Linked DNA regions of Gasterosteus aculeatus: region 2 is linked to region 1. Evidence: chromatin contacts called from public Hi-C data. All regions are on one chromosome and are shown on one strand. Each heading gives the region's core, a stretch centred on a gene start, on an enhancer-like site or on the middle of the called end of the contact. The rest is flanking DNA. Distances are from core to core; before and after follow the strand shown. Region 1 overlaps myo16 (myosin XVI). Region 2 holds the start of myo16 (myosin XVI).

The links. A called contact is a pair of places that touch in the nucleus more often than the background predicts.
Region 2: a Hi-C map of skeletal muscle shows a contact between it and region 1, with 3 times the contacts expected there. The contact joins the promoter of myo16 here to the enhancer-like site in region 1. A contact is called at or near these places in 3 of 6 Hi-C or Micro-C datasets (skeletal muscle and whole body).

Annotation. Positions count from the first base shown.
Region 1 is chr16:8,457,255-8,463,421 of fGasAcu3.hap1.1, forward strand. myo16 (myosin XVI) reads right to left here. Exons shown (of 37, transcript XR_013452968.1): 15 at 5,429-5,534; 16 at 4,105-4,222; 17 at 3,425-3,572; 18 at 3,088-3,202; 19 at 1,604-1,721; 20 at 942-1,013; 21 at 539-680. Among protein-coding and RNA genes, the nearest start is that of LOC144388742, 45 kb to the left of the region's middle. Within about 2 kb of position 3,642, at least 2 of the 9 cell types and tissues checked have open chromatin away from gene starts, as enhancers often do.
Region 2 is chr16:8,504,548-8,510,714 of fGasAcu3.hap1.1, forward strand. myo16 (myosin XVI) reads right to left here and starts at 3,984. Exons shown (of 37, transcript XR_013452968.1): 1 at 1,037-3,984; 2 at 475-559. It overlaps tnfsf13b (TNF superfamily member 13b), which reads right to left. Exons shown (of 6, transcript XM_078090281.1): 3 at 5,716-5,772; 4 at 5,433-5,557; 5 at 4,861-5,011; 6 at 4,002-4,618. The coding sequence ends at 4,506.

The DNA of each region.
Region 1 (6,167 bases), core at 2,392-4,891:
AACGCATAGCAGACACATTCCGAGAGATGGAGCGACGGTTATCTGATTTGTGATAAAACCTCATAACATCAACACCACCAAGGATCCATCAACCTCCATCTAAAAGTGTTTGTGCGTGTTTATGTTGTTGTGTGCAAGACCTTCAGAGAAACCTTGGGCGTGTCCTCTACCTTGTTGTTCTGCATTTATCATTCGAGTGTACATGCCAATCCTGAATGTTATGTAAACTGTTATGCAAACTATTACAAACCTTCACTACAGAACTATTTGCCTGTCACAATATTAGTGTTGTCACTCCAGAAGCCCGGAGGGAGAGACGCCTCGCATGTGATGACTAATACATCAGGGAAGTTTGTTATCAACGACCTGGCCTCTCAAAAATATATTTTTTTGAAGGAGTAAACAACATGTGATAAATAAAGACACACACACACACACACACACACACACACACACACACACACACACACACACACACACACACACACACACACACACACACACACACACACACACACACACACACACACAGATATACCCGATGCCGTCATCTTGTCCATGTAGGTAGTCATTGATACTGTTGACCAGATAGCTGAAGAGGCGTCCATAGATCGCCTTTGCCAGCTGGTCTCTGTGCTGCTCCGACATCTCCTCTGTGTGGCCTCTAGTTATTACGTCACCTGAAACAAAAGGGACATGGCAACAATGATTAAGTTGATAGCACAGAAAACAATATCCGTAAAGTTAATTTGCTCAGTTTAGGTGCCAACACTTAAAGAAATGGTTTTGTTTTGACATATGCCTTGTTGAAAAGTGCAACTTGGTAAGAGATCCGTTAATTACTTGGAACAGTCTGAGGTTAATCCAGTGATAAGTAATGGACTAATTCTGCTTATGCACGTGGACTAGGGAGGTGAAGGTGGAGGCTGGTGAGCGGATACCTTTGAAGTACTGAACGTCAGAGGTGAGGGCGGTACTTAAGTCGTGGGAGCACACCTGCAACAAGCCGGCAACTGTGCAGAGAACAAAAGCGCAGAGAGAAGAACTGAGTGACTGTATGAAAATCAAAATAGCATTAAGCATTGAGAATTAGGATGTCAGAAAGGTAGCGCTGATGACATCCACGGAACAAATGCGCACAACCAGCTGAGGCCCAATTCAGATGACTCTGAGCTAATCGATCAGCAGAGCTGGCAGCAATGAGTCATCAGTGGATTGCCGAGCAGAACCCATAAACAAGCAGAAACAGGTGACAACAACCCAGAATACATCTGCTGACATCACCATTATATCACATCTCCTTGACAACAACTGGCTCTTTCCCGTTCAGACGCTGATGTTGTTTTGTTTACCATCACATGGAGGTCAGCGGTTGCGTAATTACAGAGATAGTAAGAAAAGAAAGCTGAGACACCAATAGAGGCTTTAGAAGCGTTAAAGCGGAGGCCGTCTCCTCGCCGTGGTTACACTCTGGCAGAAAGTGCAGCTCACTAAACAGGTGGCAAACTGCCGAGCAGAACTCAAGGAGGCAGAGAAAGGTAAACACAGAGGGGGTGAGATGCACCCCCGCTGTGAACCCGGTCATGTGACGGAGGGCACTAACCTCTCTCCAGCAACTGGAGGTCAGAAGGGAAGGCTGTATTGGCATCCGGCAGTGCAGTGAAACGTAGGTCCCCAATGTGGAGCACAGCCGATAGCAGCATAAACACAGAGTCAATCTCCTAGCAGAGAGAGAGGGGAAATAGTGGGAAACAAATAGGAACTGGACATTTTGAAATAGTGATCAAAAACATCATTTTCACCGTTTTCGACCGTGAATTCCAACATGCACGACACAATCAGGACATTTATCTTAAAGTACACAAACTCCACGAAAGAAAGAAATAAACCCAAATCCAATGCTTTTTAAAGACAGATCAACCCTCCTCCCTTCATTCACACATTTATTTTGCTGCGTCCGACTCTTCCTTCCTCTTTGCCCTTGGGTAGAGGACGCTTAATGGAATACCCTATTACCCACTGCTCTGAATTTCTGAGAGGGGGACGCTCCAGTTTGAGGGCGTGTGCTTGCATGTGTGTGTGTGTGTGTGTGTGTGTGTGTGTGTGTGTGTGTGTGTGTGTGGTTCGCTGCGTCTCCTTGTGCACTCTCTCAAGGCGGGATATTGGAGCTGATATGTGGGAGATAAACACGAGCATTAGTCTCCGTCTGACACTCTATACACAGACAGACTCCCCCTACTTAGGAAGGGGGAAGGAAGGGAACAAGGACACAAGGGAGAAAAAAGGAGCGTTAATGGCGATTGACCTGTGTGTCTGGACTAGGAGTCTCCCTCTGATTAGACTAGACAAAGACCAATAGGTGGTCTATCGCTTCCACTCTTAGTCCCTGCCCCTCCCCTCTTCTCCAGTGGACACTAGTGGTTTCTAATATAAGCCTGTCTCTCGCACTACCTAACCCCCCCCCCCCCCCCCCGTCCTCCCATGTATTGACTGCTGCTGGATTAAAAGGTGAGCTGGTGGTCACTCACCGCTGACAGATGCTGACTGGGAGCCTAAGAATAGGACCTGATAACGGCCTGGCAGCACAGCTGGTGGTGCACAGGACGGCCCGTCCCACACACTACATGCACTCAGCAGGCATGAATCAATGTCTTGATAGATGATAGAAAATGGGGGATCAAAGAGATCAAAGTATCGAGGCAGGGTATGTCATCGGGAACAGATGACCGTCATTTCAAATACGTCTCGTGCCTGAAGTGGGAGGACACACTGTTGTGTCCTTTGCATCACTCATTTTCCCGCAGCGGTCAATTGAAAATGAAAACCATTGACCGTGATGTTATCTACCAGGTGCTACCGGTATGGCGTGTGTTTTGGTAGAATGGGTCAGTAGTTCTTTCGTCTGTGAGGTGAGACACTTTGGAAGAGCCAGCGCCTGAACGCCAACTTACAGACTGTGTGAAGGAAAAACCTGTTGTGAAACGGCATTGATGACCTCATATGTGGCTACTTCAGGGTCCGTTAGGTCAACACTTTTAATGATCCCCGCTGTCAATACCAGAAGCCATGCGCAGTGCTAATCGATACCTGTTTGTTAAAGCCCAGGGCTCGCAGGGCCTGTTTCACTGCTGCGAGGCGTTCTCTGCTGTGGGCAGACGCTGTCGCCATGGGAGGGTTCTGTCCAAGTCCTCCACTCAGGTACCTGGAGTAAGGACAGAAACATTGGACCAATAGTTCAACAATAGTTCATAAACCACAGAAACAAAATGATCATAAAGGACATAGTGTGGCATTGGTTCATGTTAACATGTGGGCCTAAATCCCCCAAAATGATGAGGCAAGAACCTCCCAGGTCAGAGCAAATCAGTTCAGTTCACATTTTGATAGTGGATATAATATACATATGCAGCTGACAGACACTAACCTATGAGCCAGGACATTGTTGAAGTAAAGTGCGCTGTTCTCCTCAGGCGAAAGGCCTTCAGCCATCAAATAAAAGATGTTGAAGCCGTGTTGGTGAGGAGGCAGGTGGACCAGGCGAGACTTCTCCAGCATGTGGGTGTTCACACGGGCTTTAAACATCAGATTTGTTTAATACTTAGTAGTAGAACTGAACATCCAACGAGGGCTCATTGACCAAATGAACTTGGGTAAGAGACGGTAAACAGGACTTTAAATAACGGAGCACAAAGAAGTGCTCTGAGGACAGACTAATGGGCGTTTGCTGCCCCCTGCTGGTGTCATCGCAAAGTAGTCTGTGCCACAGATGTGAAACTAGTTTGGTTTATGTCCATCAACTATTTGTTTGTCACAATATTAGTCACTCCAGAAGCCCTGAGGAAGGGACGCTCATGTGATGACTAATACATCACTGTAAAGTAATGATCCAGACTTTTAAAACAACAGCTTTTTTCGGCCTTCATTTAACAGATATTTGATCTAATTAAATTATTATGAATTAAAATGTGTGGAATCATAAAATGAAATGCGTTAAATTAAACCAGAATAAAGACATTTTGAAGATGACACTTATAAGCATCATCCTTCTCTAGTGAGTATTCTAAGTATAGAAAATTATTTTCCATTGAAGGGAGAGCATGTTACCTCTGAGCAGGGTTTTCCTCTTGTCACAGTATTGGATGGTCAACAACTTGATAAAGCGGCTGGAGTTGTTGTTCTTCAGAGTCTTTGCATGACCGAAGGCCTCCAGAATGCAGTTAACCTGCATTTTATTTTTTTAAACCAGAGGAAATATTAACAGTGAGTTTGAATATCCTCATTGCACAGTGTTTATGCCCTTTTTTTCTCCCCAAATAATGATATTATATCTAGTGTGAAAATAAAAGGTCCATTTCCACCACTAGATGTCAATATGCACCCGGTAAATGGGAGCCTGGTGTTTTGTGTGTCCTAGGATGATCAGACAGAGCTGACCCAGATATATCAACTGTAAAACGATGACTTCATCACAAACACACACTTGTACTCCCAGCTACACACTGCTTTGTTAGTGCAGAGCAGTGAATCATGTGTTAGACACCACGAACACGTCGCACCTCCGTCTACACATCGGGGAATACACGAGGAGGCAATGATGCAAGTGCTTCGTTTCTTGTTGACATACAGGACTACAGAGGACACAGAACTCTCACCTCAAATGCCTTGCAAACAATATTATAATGTGTCAGAATGGTTATTTATTGTAGCCTCTCTTGATTCACTGGAAAACCGACCATGTAGCGGATACGTCTATTTGACATTCAATTGTACTCTACCAAAAAAAAAAATCAATACACCTTCATTAGGCTGTAAAGTTCAAGACAAATGGACGACCTCTAAGAAAACCGCAAAATGATTCTAGTGATTTGATGGCTGCAAATGGGTTTTTTCTTGGGAACAGTAAAGATCATCTTAATGGCAATCTTCATCACGCAATCAAACACAATGTCTGGATGCGGTCTTTGACGATAGAACAGCTAACAGGCAATGAAGAAAAGACGACCAGCAAAGCCCCGCCCCCCTCCCCCCCGCTGTGTCTCCACTAATCCCTCCGTCTATTCTCTCCTCCAGCACGGCCACGAGGAGAACAGCGGGAGATATTTACAGCGCTACGACAAGAGATGACACATGAGAGGGAACAATAAACAAAGAAACATAAATAAATAATACGCACAGAAAACATGAACGTCGTGAGCTTCTCGATGAGGACCGATTTTGCGGAGCATTGAATTTGAGATGAAAAAGATGTCTACCATAAAAACTGTTGATCTAGTCGTACTGCAAATCCAACGCAAAGACACAAGAGCAACAAAAGGATTCAAGACTCATGCTCAGAGCTGTGCGTTACATCACGTATTCCAAAACCATTTAAGCCCACAAGGCACCCGGTGACTGTTTGAAGTGGTAGTTGTATCAGGACCAGACTTACATGCTTCATTCTGGGCTCCAGCGTAAAGCCTTTGGGGCTGGAGCGGGCTGCCAGGTGTCTCACGATGTGCTTACAGGCCTCCGTTTTCCCAGAACCACTTTCACCACTGGAGAGACAGAAGAAAGGCTGATTCAACGACCTTAAATGATGCTCGTTATTTGTCACGTCTTTTTTAAAGCAATAGAACATTGCTTGTTCCTCGGGTTCATACTGAACATTTAGTGATATTTCCTTATGCGCTTCCAAAATAAGTGACAGGGTACAAATTCCCCATGTACACTTTGCATGTTGATTTAATATTTCAATCTTTATATTGCAATACCTGCAAAACATCTGGACAACGGGTTAGAAAAACTAATGAAATAAAGTTATTAGCTGCCATTCATTTGACAATGAAAAACACATCAATCATGGCTGTGCGTTACCATTCTCTGGGTGCATTTCCAAAGAACAGATGCAATTAATCATCAGGGTGTTTCCCCACATCTGTTCCCCGTTATATGTCTCCACCTACCATACATCACCCCCCCGAGGAACCTCCACCCATCACAATCTATTCCTTCGGTCTGACTCAACTGACGTTGCTCCGCTGGTCCTCAATTTCAACATGGCGTTGCAGCCACAACTTATCCGGCGGTGGGCGTCCATAAGGTACCTCAGCAGTTCACGCTCTGCCACCCAGCGACATGCACAGAGCGCCATGGTAGCAGCAAGCAGATGGCTTCAGAAGGTCAGCAGC
Region 2 (6,167 bases), core at 2,734-5,233, 48 kb after region 1:
CCGCTGAATCTGCAGCGATTCCCAACTGACATCCATTATCCTTCAGGCTTTTTGAAGTGTGTGTGTGTGTGTGTGTGTGTGTGTGTGTGTGTGTGTGTGTGTGTGTGTGAGTGTGTGCACACACATGCTATCAAGCCAACAAACCTGTTTTGCTTTCTCTGTGCTGCCAACAGGCACACATGAAAGATCTCAGGCCAAACAACAGCAACACATTGGGGGGGGGGGGGGGGGGGGACTAAGACTGTGACCATTAGAGGAGAAGAAATTGCCTTTCTCTTTGAAAACAAACAAAGCAGAATCGATGCAGACACTGTGCTGTCCGCGAGATGTCAGCGCAGATACGGAAACACATTTAAAAGGATGAAGCATCCGAATGACAACACGCCAGCTGTGCGTTGAATCAGCTGCGTGAGTGGTAAACAAGAGGAACTTAAACACACACATTCACAAAGAGCAAAACAACGTCCAACGTACCTCACTGCAACATGTCTCGACCGTGGCGCTTTCTTTCCAGCCTGGTGATAAAATCCAGAGACGAGCTGATCTAAGCTGCAAAGATCTGGGGAGGGGAGAGAGAGAGAGAGCAGCTCTACTATTCCATAGGGTGCAATCCTCCACTGACATCCCATCCGTGAAATGTTTAAAAAGGAGAGAAATTTAGAAGTGGTTGTTTTTTTTTTGTTTTCAAAAAAAAGAAAGAAAAAGAAAATGTGAGTAGGACACGAGTATGAATCTCTAATTACAACCGCTTATCAAAAGCCCATCAGCAGCTTTTCAGGATGAGTGACCCTTGATAGACACAAACAGCACTCTGTTTCTTCTGCATCTCGTGTGCAGGCTGTGTGTGTGTGTGTGTGTGTGCGCGCGCGCGCGCGCACTGAAGGTGGAACCCTACAGTGGAAACAGGAGAACGTGGAGAACTCCTACCTACACGAGGCCTCCTCCTCCCTCCGCAACGTAAGAAGGTCACGCTCTCTGCAGACTGGTAACGTTACCTGCGTTTATAAACGGAGTGCGTGTGTCTTACGTCGCTCACCTGTCTCACGGGGCCTCGTGCGACGTCCTCCTCCTGAACGTGCTTCAGGTGCGGTTTCTCCACGCGGTCATTTCCCCGCTCCACGAATTAACGCCGCGTTCCTCGCAGTCTGCGCCGTTTGGCGGCGGTGACGTCACACGGAAGGCAAAACGCGGGATCCACCGGAGCACGTGGGTCTCCACCACGCGACATTAGCGTAATTAGTGCACCTGTTGTGGGGGTGTTTGATTTGCGTCGTTTGGCGCGCCGGCCGGGTCGTTCATCAAAGCGGGAATTAATTAAAGGGACAGTGTGTCGGTTTTAGACCTTTTAATTACCTAAAGTGTAGAAGTGGCATATTCAGGATTGTAGTCCAACGAGGATGCTCTTATTAATACTTCAGAGCATTCAACATGGCCATCTAGTTATTTGGTGAAAATGATGTGTTTAATGACTGGTTGGTCGCAGGCAGCAGGGAAGTTAAAAAAAGAACCTTTTGGCACGTTGTGGCACTGTTGGTTGACTGAATTAGGTTTCACTTCCCTTTTAGGTAGACATGAAATTAGTCTAAACAGTCAACTAAAAGGTTTTTAGCGACTGTGACATCAACAAACGAACAACGCAGGGATATACAGGCCTACAAACAATGACAATGTGTACAACACATAAACAGACAGAGATGAATGTTGCTGACTCTGCCAAAGCTCCATCATGGAGCCATGAAGCTGAATGTGGAGACAGAGAGATGATCAGTTTATATTCCAAAAGATGCATTCAGGGGACAATAATCTAAACCAGCTCCAATGTTAACGCAGTACAAAACGAACAAACCACTAATTCTGTCACGTTTTTCAGCTCAAGCACAGTTTGTGTCTCGAGCTCAATTGATTGGAAAAAAAAATTTAAAATCACAGAACATGGCGTTTAGACTTTGGAGGAGCGGGTAAACCAAATCCGCACTTAAGTGAGAAATGCACGCAGTGCCGCTGCCAGTCGAGCTGCAGGCCGCTGGATCAGCCTGATTACTTTGGTCCGACCGCAGCAGATCAAAGTAATCCCCAAATACTAGAGAAGGTACACGGAACCACCGTGTCGAACACCCCGTTGAGCCCATGTCAGGTTTTTTTATATTAGTGTGTCAACATTTTAGACTTGTTTTTTTTCTTTCTGAGGTTCAGCTAAAAAATAAAGGAAATAAAATGTTTACCATTCGAATGCAGATGGGTGTTCACTCCATAGTTTAATGAGACAAACTCACTGTGTTGTGTTGGTATAATATATATGCTAATATGGGACATCTGTCATCTTTTTTTCAGCATGTAAAAATTTGTGAACTCGCATCACGTGTGTGTGTGTGTGTGTGTGTGTGTGTGTGTGTGTGTGTGTGTGTGTGTGTGTGTGTGAACTACACACAGTGCCAGCATGTGTACACAGCAGGCCTCATTTCCTGATTCTCCGGTCAGATGCTGGTTTCTCTTTTGAGACGGCAGCCCACAATGACATCAGCTTCCGCCAACACACCAGCCGTCTCCATGGCACCGCACAAAGACATTTCTGGCGCAGAGGGAGGGGGGAGCATCATGCTTGACACGTTTATAGGAGCGGTCCGTGCAACCCGGTGTGTTTGTGCAGCAGCCTGCTCTTGTTTACTGCATCATCAAAGAGCTTCTCTGACTTCCGTGTCGGCATGGTGCAGGGAGTCTGGCCCGCGCACTCTGTTCATCGCTGCTTCAGACCCCACGGCCTCTCTAGTGGACACCCTGCTATCCATTAAGTCCAATTTCAATCATTCTTGCTCGGCCTTCTATTTTAGACGTTCTTACTCCCCCCCTCTGGTCTCTTCTTGTCGAATGGAGCCATGACTCCGAGGGCAACATGCCGAGTGAAGGAGTGGCCACCCAGGGGGGCTTTGTCTAACTCTTTGCCCCAGAGAATTGCCCCAGACAGATGGCCATTGTGTGTGTTTGAGAGTTAGGTAAAGGAGAACTCTTAGGCAGAAATATATTCACACAGCTATCTTCAAAGTAAAAACGTATATCTGGCTAAAAAACATCACAATGTTGTGATATTGGGACGTCTCTTTTTTAAATATATCATATTAAAAAGCCAACTTAATGACTTATTTATTCCTACTTATTCTCATTCATTATTAATCAATTTCATCTGAACATTAATTGTAGCATTATATATTGCGATGTGGAGGATGTCCCTTTCAGGCATTCTGCCCCGAACCCTTAGAGGGCGTTGTATTTTTCTTAATATGCTAAAACGGTTGTTACTGCCACCAAACAAACATTTCTATCCAAAAGTGAGCATTGTGTTAGTGGTCTAAGTTGATCCCTGACAGCAGATTAGAGCGACACATTTAGATCAGACAAACCTTTTTGTTAAATAAATGAATATCACAGAATGTAAGTTCCCATTGTCCCGTGTTCCACTGTTGTGTTGCTAATAAAATTTAGGGAAATGTACGCTGTGTAAATCATTTTGTAGTTCAGTTAATGAACATTTGCTCCGATTCGATCATTTATTCGGCAAAACGCTAAAAAATAATAACGCCATGAAAATAACGTATGAAAATAACGTATTACAGCCATACTTTACAGCGTACTCTAATATTATAGAGGTTCCTTTAACTCCATTACAGGTAATTTTCACAGAATGTTTAGTTAGGTCACCAATTGGTCAAAATGCGTCTGAATCCCAGGTGTAAGTCTCCCTCTGCCAATAGCAAAAAGAATCATTGAGAACATTTCACCAGGTCCTCCGTGCTCCTCAGGAGCCCCTTTGAACGTGGAACAGCCTCAATCTAAAAATAGCCACCTTTACCTGAGACCCAGTGTTCCTGCTCGGCCTCGGCTCTCTGCTGCCTGGCAGGATGTTCTGTCACACGGAAGTCCCTCCTTCTCTCCTTCTCTCCTTCCTCCTTCTCACGGCCGACAGATGAGCAACAACCTCCAACCCAGATTCTAGTTGACGCCAAATCTTTTGCACAGAACTGTCACTTTTATTGCATTTTAATTTGAATAACGTGAAATCAGATGATGGCTATCAGATGATACAAGTGTGTCTGAATACCTGAAGAAATATGTAAAACCTTGAGGAATGCTACAGGAGGAAAGATTATGGATCAGGGCAGTATGAGAATGACACAAGTACAAGTCACGTCTCAGGGATTATTTGAAGGTAAAGTACTTGATTTTCTTAGAAATGAGCATAATACAGTTAGTAGCTACATGTATTTGAAGAGTAAACGCCGTGCCATCGACTGATAGTCCCCTTCGTGTGCCCTCGGGCGGCGCAGCCTGCTCAGTCTCTCGCTCAGCCGTAACAGAAATGGCTGCTTTCTGTATTCTTCTCACCTCACAGATTCACGTCAGCCAAAGTCAGACGAGGTCACCGTCCCGGCGCTGCGTCGCTCTCTCTCCCATCGCGGCCCCTAACCCCACCGCCACAGTGTTCCTCCGGACCCAAAATCGGGTGACGCATTTTAAGCCAATTTGACAGCCCCCAGGAAGGTGGTGTCTCCGAACAGGGACACATTGGCTGTGGACCGAGGGATCAGCAGCTCCACGTGGTCCCCGGCCTCCAGCTTCACAATACCTGAGCAATTCAAATGCACATTAGATGTTGAACTGCAATTCCTCTTTTTTTCTTCTTGCTACAATCCCACAACCACTGACACACGCGTGCACACACACACACACACACACACACACACACACACACACACACACAGACACACAGACACTCGCTTGAAAGCTTGACTAGAGAACAGCGGCTGACCCCCCGTAACAGCTGCTGTAAAGTCGGGTGAGCACAGCTCGACACAAACAATAACTCGCCTCCTGTGTAGCAGGTGTTGTAAGGGTGGACGGGGTTCATGTTCTGGATGCAGCGGAACAAGATCACATACTGAGGCTCGTCTCCCACCACATTCCTCTTCCTCCGGATCACCACGTGACCCATTGCAAAGGTGCTGTCCATGTAGTAGACCTGAGCACGTCACAAACACTGGGCTCAATCTATGCAGTGAGGTAAAGGATTTTAAGCACTTGCAACATATAATAATGACAACTACTCACAAAAAAGGACATTTTCTGAGACATTTATAGAAAAAAAAGGACCATATGGCCTGTCATAATTATAGTGCCTAAAGGTTAACGCGGAGAGACAGTCAGGTGAGGGGTACATCATTTATTATGCATACATCATTAGCATTTCCTCTTTATCTGACCTTTCTTCAAGGTCTGTTAAACCACTGCGCGCTTGGAATCGAGCACATCATCCCCCCCCCCTGCAATGTGTGATAGACACTCCCCCCCCCTCCTCCCCCGGTGTGCGAGATGGTGGCGAGCGGAGCAGCAGCGCCTTCGAGTGGAGAGTCGGTGGAACGACGCGACCGAGACGGACTGACCTGACTGTACACGAAGTAGAAGCCCTCCTCTCTGACCAGCATGCTGTCCCCATCGGCCTCCAGGGCCGAGCCCCTCCTCAGACCGGCCTGCCAGGGGATCCCCGTGTGCGGCTCAGAGTTATATTCTGCACCCGGGAAAACAACGAGTCCATCAGGGAACGCGTCAAATCATCACGACTGCATTGCATTTAATTCATACAAATAAGTTCTAACTGTGATCGGTCCAAAGCGAATATGAAATTCACTATCAGCAAAAAAAAAAAAAGGACAAGAAATACTGCACCTTTCCTGAAGGTTCTCCGGCTATTGTTTGCCAACAACTGCAAGCAAGGCTGAGCAACTGTAAGAAAATATACAAGAACATGTTCATGCGGGTCACAGGGTTCCTTACAATCTGCATGCTGCTTTTCCCATGTTGGTCTCTTTTTCCCTTTTCTGGGCCATATTCCATTGACAAACTGCACTATTAAGTGGCTTGAGCTGATGGTCGAGCATCAGAGACTTTAAGTTTTAAGTGGTCATCAGGTCATCCGACTCAGCTTTGTCTACAGTGGCATTCGTGGGAGGGATTCCTTCCTTTTCTGCAGGGTCCGTACAAATTGTGAAGCTCATTTGAGCAATATAAATAATCGAACGGAAAATGTTGGCATACAAAATATCATGAGAATAAGGAATGGATTAAAGAACTTAATCACCACATTAAACACTGGAAAGCTTTTTCAGAATGACTCATGG